Linked DNA regions of Ovis aries: region 1 is linked to region 2. A link is a contact called in public Hi-C data. All regions are on one chromosome and are shown on one strand. Each heading gives the region's core, a stretch centred on a gene start, on an enhancer-like site or on the middle of the called end of the contact. The rest is flanking DNA. Distances are from core to core; before and after follow the strand shown.

What was found. Hi-C and Micro-C count contacts between places; a contact is called where the count stands out from the background.
Region 1: a Hi-C map of tail adipose tissue shows a contact between it and region 2, with 2.1 times the contacts expected there. The contact joins the promoter of TLX1 here to the enhancer-like site in region 2. A contact is called at or near these places in 4 of 16 Hi-C or Micro-C datasets (liver, muscle, omental adipose tissue and 1 more).

Annotation. Positions count from the first base shown.
Region 1 is chr22:21,718,394-21,724,242 of ARS-UI_Ramb_v3.0, forward strand. TLX1 (T cell leukemia homeobox 1) reads left to right here and starts at 2,823. Exons shown (of 3, transcript XM_027960454.3): 1 at 2,823-3,651; 2 at 5,665-5,849. The coding sequence starts at 3,072.
Region 2 is chr22:21,637,388-21,642,765 of ARS-UI_Ramb_v3.0, forward strand. No RefSeq gene overlaps it. Among named protein-coding and RNA genes, the nearest start is that of SFXN3, 11 kb to the left of the region's middle. Within about 2 kb of position 1,419, at least 21 of the 54 cell types and tissues checked have an H3K27ac peak or open chromatin away from gene starts, as enhancers often do. A contact at or near this core is called in liver and tail adipose tissue, where this site is marked.

The sequences.
Region 1 (5,849 bases), core at 1,573-4,072, 82 kb after region 2:
CTAGAAAGACAGGGTTTTCATTGTAGCAGGCAGAACTGTGGTTAGACCCAAATGTGACTCCTTGATCAAAAGGAGGAACACAGCTGGGACCCAGCCTCATAGGAAGCTGGAGCTCCCTTCTGCATCATTTTCAGCCTCATACAGAGAAAATAGTTCAGATCTGGGGGTCCCAGATCAGTTCTCTTCTGTCTGTGGGACTTTGGGAAAGTTTGTTCATCTCAAGCCTCAGTTATTGTTTCCTTTTCTAATAAATGAGATATAATTTCCTATAACATCATACAGAATATCTTTTAACTCATACAATTTAGTGGCTTTTAAAATTATATTCATAAAGTTGTGTAACCATCACCACTGTTTAATTCTACAATATTTCTATCCCTACGAATAGAAACTTTGTATGCATTTGCAACCAATTCCTACTCCCCCAGCCCCACCAATCCCAGCTCCACTAATCTGCTTTCTGTCTCCAAGGATTTGCCTATTCTGGATGGTTCATATTAATGGAATCACACAACATGTTGCCTTTTGTGCCTGATCTCTTTCACTTAATGTTTTGGAGGATTGTCCATATTGTAGCAGGAATTCCTTTTTATGGCTGAATAATATTCCACTGTATGGATATACCACATTTAATTTATCCATTCATCAGATGATGGATATTTGGGTTGTTTCCACACTTTGGCCATTATGAATAATACTGCTATGAACATTCATTCCGTTTTCTTAATTATTTAAGACTGAGGATGTTTCTATTAATTTCACAAGATTGTTGTGAGTCTTAAATGAGATCAGTGCCTGGCACACTAGTTTCTCAGCAAAATATTTATGTTTATCTCCGCTTTAGTTCCCTCAAGATAAGAGACAAGAGACTCATTCAGGTTCAAACAACTTCCAAAGGAAGTCTGGAACCTCCTGTGTAGAGGTGTAGTATGCCTGCCTGGGAGGGTGGAGAGGAGAGAACTGGCAAGGGAATAGAGTTCTTTCTCATGTTTCTGCTTAATGTTTACAAATGACCACCAGCTTCATACTTGGCTTTTTCTTGAGGGGCCTTTGTCCACCTGCCTGGAGCCCAAGCAAGATTTTTCCCATAGAAATGTGCCACAAACCAGCAGCCAGCTTTCCAGGCCAACCCATAAAAGCAAGTTAAACCCCACTCCTTCATCCTGATCAAGTCATTTAGCCTTGCTGAAATGTGGTTTCCTTGAATCCATAAAATGGGAATAATCCTTGTCTTGAAGACTTGGTGTAGAGTTTACGCCCTACATAACACTTTCCACCATCTGGCTTATTGTGCTTGCTTCTCTGTTTACTGTCTCACTCATGCTGTGGAATATAACCTCCATGAGGACAGGAACTTTGTTTTGTTCACTGCTGTTTTCCCAGTGCCAAGAACAGCGACTGACACGTAGTAGATATTAAATAAAATATGTGTTGAATAAAGAGGTTCTTTCATTCATTATTTACCCAAGATAAGTATATTTCATGGGTTGGGGCTGCACTCCACAGGGAGGAACAGAGATGAAGAAACCATTCCCTGCCTCCATGGAGCTCTCTTCAGGTTACAGTAACACATATGGCCAAAGCAAGTAAATTGCAATGAGACTTGTTAAGCAGAATGTGAGCCACCACATTCTAGCATCTTGTCTGATAGACAGCCCCTCCCTGAAGACCTGTTGAATCTGAACTAGAGCAGAAATAGATCCCAAGTGATCCAACCTGTGCCCTTACTAGGGCTTGGCGCCTAGGAGGGAGCAGACATTTCTCTGCTAAAGAGGAGAAAGAGAGGAAGCAGAAAAAGGGAGTTTCCTTCTTCTCTCCTGGGCTCTAAGCCAGTCAGCCACAGGCAAAACTTTGAAAAGGCCTAAATTTGTCCTGCTGTACTTCCCTGATCTTGGTCCCACCATACCCAGCCCCCACTGCCTTAAGCCCCTAGGCCTCCCTTCCAAGATTCCAAAAGTAAGAAAATAATTCCTTCCCCTTGCTACAATCCAAAGGTTTCTTGCTTGGAATAACCAGCCCTGGTGAAAGCAATCTGATTGAATTCATTCGCATACTGTGGAAACTGCTTCTTGGGACTTCTATTTAAAAGGAAAGGAGGTATCTTGGGCACCTCCGAAGCAGGCCCCAAGCCAATTCCTCTGACTTGTGATTGCCTTTTAGGAAGTTTCTCTTCCTCAGTTTCTCTAAATAGGCTGAGGTGAGGTTGCTGCTGACTTTTTCAACAACACATAGCCACTGTTCATAAGCCCTTGTTTTAAAAGACAATCCTGAACTCACCTTCCTGTCTGGGAGGCATACCCCGGGGAGCAGGCAGCCTTCTACTTTCTAACAAGCCAGACAAAATTGGGAGTAAATCCTCTGGTTGACAGACTGGAGCTTCCCGGCTGAGCCCCTGGGGAGATTCTCCGGTAGCGCTGGGTGCCCCTTCCCCACAGGCCTGGTGGGCGAGCTCCTCCGGCCCAGTTCTAAGCGAGGAGGTGGCTCCCGCCAGGCGGGGAAGAGGGCTCTGACCTCCACCTCCTTGAGGCCATCTGTCTTTCCGTCTCTGGGAATGCCAGCCTCCTATTCTTTCTCCTTTGAAGCCTCTGGTTCGCCTCTTCCCTCTCCTCCCGAGCTACTTCTCTGAGCTTCGGGCTCAGTCCCTCCGTCTCTGGCTCCTAAGTCTGTCTCCGCTCCAGGCTTTCCTCTCGCCTTCTCCGCCCCTCCCCCGCGCTGTCATTCACCCCGCTCCTCTCCGCTCACAGCCAATGGAGAGACCCGGCCGAAACTGAGAGGCTAGCTCGCACCGGGCTTTTTCGCCCGGTGATTGATGTCCCAGAGTCAACAGCGACCGAGCAGCCGGAGAGGGGAAGGAGCAGCCGGAGAGGGGAAGAATACCGCGCCCCCTCTCTCCTTCCCCTCCGCAACCCCCCCCCACTTTAGCCCTTCTGCGCACTTCGCCTCCAAGTCTCCACGCAGCCAGGAGCCGCTGCCGCCTCCGCGCCGCCGCGCGCTGTCCCCGAGCCAAGCACAGAGAGTGCCACCGCCCAGGCCCCCCCCCCCCCGCCGTGGGGCCGGGGTCGGGGGCCAGCATGGAGCACCTGGGTCCGCACCATCTCCACCCGGGCCACGCGGAGCCCATCAGCTTTGGCATCGACCAGATCCTCAACAGCCCAGACCAGGGCGGCTGCATGGGGCCCTCCTCGCGCCTCCAGGACGGAGAATACGGCCTTGGCTGTTTGGTTGGAGGCGCCTACCCTTACGGCGGCGGGGGCCCCGCAGCCGGGCCGGGGGCCGGGGGCGCGGGGGCCTATGGCGCTGGAGGCCCGAGTGGCCCGGGTGGCTCGGCGGGCGGCGGCGGCGGCGCGTGCAGCATGGGCCCGCTGGCCGGCTCCTACAACGTGAACATGGCCTTGGCGGGCGGCCCCGGTCCCGGTGGCGGCGGCGGCGGGGGTGGCGGCGGCGGCGGCGGGGGCGCGCTGAGTGCTGCGGGAGTGATCCGAGTGCCTGCGCACAGGCCGCTAGCTGGAACGGTGGCCCACCCTCAACCTCTGGCTACCGGTTTGCCCACCGTGTCCTCCGTGCCTGCCGTCCCGGGCGTCAATAACCTCACCGGCCTCACCTTCCCCTGGATGGAGAGTAACCGCAGATACACAAAGGACAGGTTCACAGGTGAGTCCGGCCCGCGCGCGCCCCGCCTGGCCGCGGCCCCGGCTCTCCTCTACCCCTCCTCCGCCCCGGGGCTCCCTGCAGCCCCCTCTGCGCCCGGCCGCCCGGCTCTTCTGGGTGCTTCCCCCAAGTTCAGCCGCCCGCCGCCTCTCTCGCGGAATCGACTCGCTGGAAGAGTTCTCCCAGCCTGGGCCCCTCTCCGTCTCTCCCACAGGACCCCCTGCTCTGAGAAGTTCTGCCTGATCCCCTCTTGGAGTCCCTGGGCCGGTCAGGCGAAGGGAAGGGGTTGTAGCTTCGGGACTACCTTCTGCCGGCATTTGGGGCTCAGGGATCTTGGAGAAAGGGGCGCGAGGTGAACAAGCTGTTTCTTCCGTCCTGGCAGACGTTGTCTGGCCGAGGCGGCGAATCCCAGAATCAGACTCAAGGGAAACAGGTTCCCCACCTTCCTTCCCCTACACACACACACACACACACACACACACACACACACACACACACACACGCACGCACATACTCTGCTCTCCGAGGTCCAGTGCCCGTCGCGCTACCCGACCCGATAGAGGCCGTGAGCCGGAGTTAAGACGCAGAGCTGGCCGGCCTTTCTTCCCGGACTGCGGGCCCCGTCCGGGTCAGTGGCAGCGACTAGGCTGAGCCGCCCGCTCCGTTTTCGTTCTGTCCCGGCTCGGCGTCCTCCGCTCTGGGCCCAGCCTCGTTTCCTCTGGCGTGAATAACGCACCGGCCAGGCCCGTGATCGATCGGCAGCCGAAAGAACCCCTGGGACGATAACGCACTCGGCGGTGGCCGTCTGCCCTCCTCTCCGCTGCCTGCTCTGCGCCTTGCTTCTGCCTGCCTCGGCTCCCTCCGCTCCTGCTTCCGCTCACGGCACTCAGCTTTTGCTCCTGCGCGGGTCCTTTTCCACGCCGCCTCACTTCCCGCCGCCCCTAGTGTTCCCTGGATGTGAGACTGCCATCTTCCCGCCAGGCCAGGCCAGGCCCCCAAGTCCGCTGGGAAACAGCCCTGAATTGAGCCTGGGTTCCCGGCGGGGCCTTAGAGAGGAAGCAGGAGGCACAGGCGGCTGCCTAGATCGACCACGACGTGGGATTCCCGTGGGGCTCGGGCTCCAGGGCCCAACGGTAGAAGGGGAATAGGCAGTTAAGAGCTAGACCCTGGGCTAGGGTCGTGTTCCAGCCTTGAAACCTTGGCCCAGATTCTGGGTCAGTGGCAAAGAGGGGTGGAGGAAAGCAGAAGATCCATTCCACTGTGGGCCTCAAGAAGGGCCCCTGTGACCCAGCCCAAGTCCTCTCATTCCTGGGGAGGCAGAGCCTAGTGCCCCGTCCTACTCCCCCAGCCAGGCCAAGCTAATCTTAAAGGGCCCTGATGGAACACCACCACCACTGCCAGCCTGGAACCACTGGGAACCCACTGGTGGAAAGGTGCTCCACATAGCCCACTGAGGGGAGCCACAGCCTGCTCTAACCTTGCTTCAGCCCTAAAGAAGGCTCAGAAGGAGCTTATGGCTGTCACCTTATGCATCTGTCTCTGTGCCTGTGCTTGCCTGTGTGTCAGCTTGTCTGGGTCTGTAGAGCTCTAATTTGTCCCCTGTTGTATGTGATGTGTCTGTATGTTGGTGTGTAATGGAGGCCTCAGGTCAGGATCCAGGATTCCTGGCCTTGACCAAGGATGGTCTCTTACTGTTGAGCAGCTTCTCTGAGGCTGGAGGCCTGGGGCTATGAGGGGAATGCAACCTTTAGCTCGCCTTGGACATGCCCCTCAAAAAGACTGCAGAGCCCATGGCGTCGGCCTGGCGGGCCGCTGGGTGGGGGGCCATTTCAGGCTTGGAGCTGAGGGCTGACAGGAGGACCACAGCCCTGCTTTTGGGGTCTAGCCGCTGGGCTTGCTGACTCGCGGGGTGTCGGGCCTGGGACGCCTCCTGACGCTCTGCCGCTTGCCTCTGCCGTCTGTCTGTCTCTCCCGCTCCAGTGGCCCTCTCACCCTTCACTGTAACACGCCGTATAGGTCACCCCTATCAGAATCGGACGCCCCCCAAGAAGAAGAAGCCGCGCACGTCCTTCACGCGCCTGCAGATCTGCGAGCTGGAGAAGCGCTTCCACCGCCAGAAGTACCTGGCCTCGGCCGAGCGCGCCGCCCTGGCCAAGGCGCTCAAAATGACCGACGCGCAAGTCAAAACCTGGTTCCAGAAC
Region 2 (5,378 bases), core at 169-2,668:
TCTTCCAGTGCTCAAACTCCGGGAACCTTCTCTGGGAACTTGTATCAGTATCCTTGGCCTTCCTCCCCAGCCTTCTTCCTCTCTCCTGGTCCATGTTCTAAGGGGTAAAAATGGCTTGGATCTGGAGGCCTGGCTTACCCTGGCTATAAGGAGGGAGCCAGGGTCTGTTTTCCTTGGCCACTGGGGCTAACGAGTTTGACATCATTTATTATTTTTTTAATGTATATATTTCCAATGGAGGCCAACATATTTTCTTCTTCTTTAATTCTTTCTTTAAATTAGAGGATTATTACTTCACAGGATTGTTATGGTTTTTGCTACCCATCAATGTGAATCAGCATTAGGTATGCATAGGTCCCTTCCTTCTTGAACTCCCCTCCCACCTCCCTCCCTATCCCAACCCCTTGAGGTTGTCACAAAACCCTGGCTTTGGGTTCCCTGCATCATATATCGAACTCCTGCTGACTATTTTACATATGGTAATATATATATGTTGAAAATAGTGGCAGACTTTATTTTTTGGGGCTCCAAAGTCACTGCAGATGGTGACTGCAGCCATGAAAGATGCTTACTCCTTGGAAGAAAAGTTATGACAACCTAGACAGCATATTAAAAAGCAGAGACTTTACTTTGCCAACAAAGGTCCGTCTAGTCAAGGCTATGTTTTTTCCAGTAGTCATGTATGGATGTGAGAGTTGGACTATAAAGAAAGCTGAGCGCCAAAGAATTGATGCTTATGAACTGTGGTGTTGGAGAAGATTCTTGAGAGTCCCTTGGACTGCAAGGAGATCCAACCAGTCCATCCTAAAAGAAGTCAGTCCTGAATATTCATTGGAAGGACTGATGTTGAAGCTGAAACTCAAATACTTTGGCCACCTGATCCGAAGAGCTGACTCATTTGGAAAGACCCTGATGCTGGGAAAGATTGAAGGCAAGGCTGGAGGAGAAGAGGACGACAGAGGATGAGATGGCTGGATGGCATCACTGACTCAATGGGCATGAGTTTGAGTAAATTCCGGGAGCTGGTGATAGACAGGGAGGCCTGGCGTGCTGCAGTCCATGGGGTCACAAAGAGTCGGACACGACAGAGCGACTGAACTGAACTGAACTGAATATATATGTTTCAGTGTTATTCTCCCAAATCACCTCACCAATGTCTGCGTAGGACAGGCGGTTCGGGTTAGCTTTAACTCCTGCCCTATGGACTTATGGCAATCAGACTATCCTAGTCCCGCCCTGGCTGGTGCCCTACTTGTTAAAACCAAGTCCTATTTCCTCCCAGTCAAGCTTGTCAGTCTCAAGCCAACCCGCCCCTGCGGCCGCTTGGTCGTAAGCGAGCCACGCCCCTCGCGAGGAACATAACCAGTCAGAAGCAGAGTCCCGCCCCTGCTGTGGCTCCCGTCAGTCCAAGTTCGGTTGGCTCCGCCTCCTCCCTATTTCCCCGGCAACGGCTTTAGCGCAGCAGGTTGAGGATACAGTTCTCTACGCCTACCTGAGCTTGGAACCTGCGTCACGGGTCACAGATCCGCTTCGTTGATCATCTGGGTCCTGGGCCGTTAAATCCGCCAAATCCCCTCCCTAGTTCCCAGTTTCGAAACCCACAAGCTCCCCAGCCTCCGCCTTTTGACTTCCCGCCCAGAAACATGCGAGGTTTTCGAGGAATCAAGCGAGGCCCTTCCTGGGTTCCAAGGCCTGTTTGTTTGTCCTACCCCACCCCCCCCCCACACCCCCCACCATCCCCACCACCCCGCAGCGGCCCGTGAGGCTGTTGACTCTGCATCTTGCGCCTTCCGTCGTCTCTCCGTCTCTCTGCCCGTGCATGCCACAGTTCAGTAAACTCTGCTAAGTGTGGCTCTGTGCCCAGCGCTGAGTAGAAATGGACTGTTGGGTGAGGAGTCCCATCCCACCTGCTGGCACACAGCCAGTGCTCGGCAGGCGGGCCCCTCTTCGTCAGTCTCCCTGCATGTTGCACTGATCTCGGGTCCTGAAGCCGAACAATCTTTTGCTAGAATTCGTGGAGGAACCTCGAATCAGTTGTATCATTTTCCCAAAGAGAGCCTCTGAAGCTGCCCCCTTCACTCTTCTTTTATAAATATGTTTTCCCTCACTGGCAGCCACAGCCCAGGCTGCCAGAAGGACCATAGCAGCCGCAACAGCCTCCTCAAGCTTTCTCCTTCCAGTCTTCCCAGCAACATTTTGCAACTGAATAACAAGGACCAGGAGAATGGGGGAGGAACTGTGAATAATTTAGGCTATTCACACAACTCTGTCCTCGCCACCATCCCCTCACATCCACTAGGAAAATAACTCCATCTGTAACAGGCAACACTGCAGCTCCTTCAGGGTAAAGTGCTTGTGAAACAAGAATTTGCTATTTCAATCTATAAATTAACCACCTATGCTATTTTCTGACTGAAACCCTCCCCTCCTCTGTCACTAGCAAATCCTCAACTTTTATTTCCCAGAAGGAGCACTACTGGTTTGGGTTATAGTTGAAGTTATTTGTGGACAGCAGTAGAGAATGATTGTGGATAGCTTCATTCAATTGAAAGGATTCTGCCATAGCTCTCAGAACCAGAGATGGAGCTAATCAACCAGGCCTTAGAAAGGGCAAGAAACTGAGCAGCTCCAGAGGCCTCAGCGATGGCAGTACTGAGACACTGTCATAAAGGTAACAGCTTCAGTCCCTCTGTTCAAGTTTCAAAAATTGGTGCAGCTTATATCAGTTGTCTGCCCCTAGGAAGTAGCCAGAGGTCAGGGTCAAGTTGCAAGGGCATTGTGCATCATTACTTTAGGTCCCTCTCTGTGGTTGGGGCTGTTCTCAAAGAAGGGCAATTATCGTGAGCTGGGAATTAACCTGAGTGGTATTTGCTACAGTATGTTTTCCTATTGATCCTATACAAATGCTTCTCTCCAGTTTAAATGAAAAAGCTGAGGGCAGGCATCATATCTTCACTTTTTTTTATTGTGATTAAAAAAACACGTAAGATAAACCTTACCATCTTAATCATGTTTAAGTGTACAGTTCAGTAGTGTTAAGTATATTCACGTCATTGTGGAGTAGATCTTCATAACTTTTTCATCTTGCACATCTGAAGCTCTATACCCATTAAGCAACCACTCATATCTTCACTTTCCTGTGCATGCCCACTGCACCTGTAATAGTGCCTGATCCACAGTAGGTACATGATACATGTTTCCTGAATAAATGAATGTGGAATCCAAAAGTGCTCTAAACCACACTCAGATATTTGTCCAAGGTTAGTTTACTGACACAGTGGCTCTCAATCTATTTTACTCCTCAACAAACTTAAAAGACATGACATATTCACAACAGAAATAGTGGCTCACAGCTTCAGGGATTTCCAGCTTATCCTCCCAGGGAGGTGTGTCAGAATCTGGGGGGTAATGTGACTTGATAAGTCCCCTAGGCAAAGTGAAGCTTGTTCCTAGAGATGTTCTAACATATGATAGCCAGCAAGAGAGGGAACTCAGCCCTCCCTCTCTGCGTCTCTCTAGGAGTCTTAAATGCAGGGAGGTGGGGACAGAATATCTAACATGTAATCAGAGCCACTGTCTCCAGCTCTGTTGTCTATCTGCTTCCTTCTACATGCCAGTGCCTTTTCCTCTTGGCAGTTTCTGTGGTGCTGACCTGCCAGTTCTTGGGACTGGCTCTGAGCTGCCATCTTTTTTTTTTTTTTTTTTGAGCTGCCATCTTTTAAGGTATGCTGGGAAAGAGACAGCACCTCATTCTTGTTCGGTTTCCCACAGCAGAGTCTCTGGTGATACACTTTCATTGTCATGACCTCCTTTCCAGGGTATCACGGCACAGTAGGATCAGGGGTGGTGGTGGGTAGTGGTGAAATAAGATTAAGCAACTGCTTTTTATGCTTATCAAGGCTTCTGTGTCTGGTTTGTCCTGCTAGACTTGATCATCACTGCTAGTGATTTTCTTTCAGAGCCACATTCTGCATGCTGGCTTCTAACACCTGAACCCCCAGGCTATCAGACTCCCCTGTTTATATCTGACCCATAAGCTGTGGATAAGATTTTAGTTATTTTCCTTTGGCTAAATCAGATGACTTCTTACCAGTCCATCCTAAAGGAAATCAGTCCTGAATATTCATTGGAAGGACTGATGTTGAAGCTGAAACTCAAATACTTTGGCCACCTGATCCGAAGAGCTGACTCATTTGAAAAGACCCTGATACTGGGAAAGATTGAAGGTAGGAGGAGAAGGGGATGACAGAGGATGAGATGGTTGGATGGCATCACTGACTCAATGGGCATGAGTTTGAGTAAACTCTGGGAGTTGGTGATGGACAGGGAGGCCTGGCATGCTACAGTCCATGGGGTCTCAAAGAGTCAGACATGTCTGAGTGACTGAACTGAACTGAACTGAACTTTTCTAAGACCATTGAGAAGGCTTGTTGCTTAAGGAAAACAGGTAGACTCTCTAAGTATGTGGTTTCCAAACTATATACTGAGGCACCTCAGAGTGCTATAGTAAACTCAGGACTTCCAGGGAAACCCCAAAATAATCAACATTTCTGAGACACTGCACAAACTGCTAGCTCGAGGTAGTTCACAGTTTCAAAATTAAATTGTGCTACCTTACTTTTAAAGATGTCTTTGCAAAACTGGGTTTTTGATGGTTGCTATCACAAAAAGCAAGAACTACACAAAAGTCACTGTGGAATAGGAAATGATGGCAGTATCCAAGCTGATTCCAAGGTTTGAGAAGTTATGCAGAGCCCAACAGGCACACACTTTCCATTCATTGGTAAGAATAATATAAAGCCATTCTATTTTTCTTCCAGTTTATGTGTGTTGGGCTTTCAAACAGCTGCACAAAGAAGTTAGGATATAAATATTAAGCTGTTTTGGAACTACGTATTTAAAGGGAATTGTTAGATATTTCTTTTGGCCTAGAGTACTGTGAAAAAGTTCCTGAAAAAACTAAGGCCTCCATTAATGTAGAAAATTTGGTAACTCCTGCCCTAAATGAATGAAGAAATGCAGGAATATCACTGGGTTGCATCTGGGTCTCAGACTTGCCCTCTCTAAGCTCCCCAGGTACTGTGCCTTTGTGGGAAAATTTTATCTTATTGAATTCCTTTTTAAAAATTAAATCAAATTAAATTTTAAAAAATTAATTTATTAATAGTAAAGCTCTTAAAATTTTTTTTTTCTTGTGTAGACTTTCTCTGGTCAAGGCGAGTGGTGGCTACTCTCTAGTTGCAGTGCATGGGCATCTCATTGCAGTGGCTTCTCTTGCTGCAGAGCACAGATTCTAGGCCTGCAGGCTTTAGTAGCCGGTGTGGAGCTTAGCTGACCAAGACATGTAGAATCTTCCAGGGATCAAACCCATGCCCCCT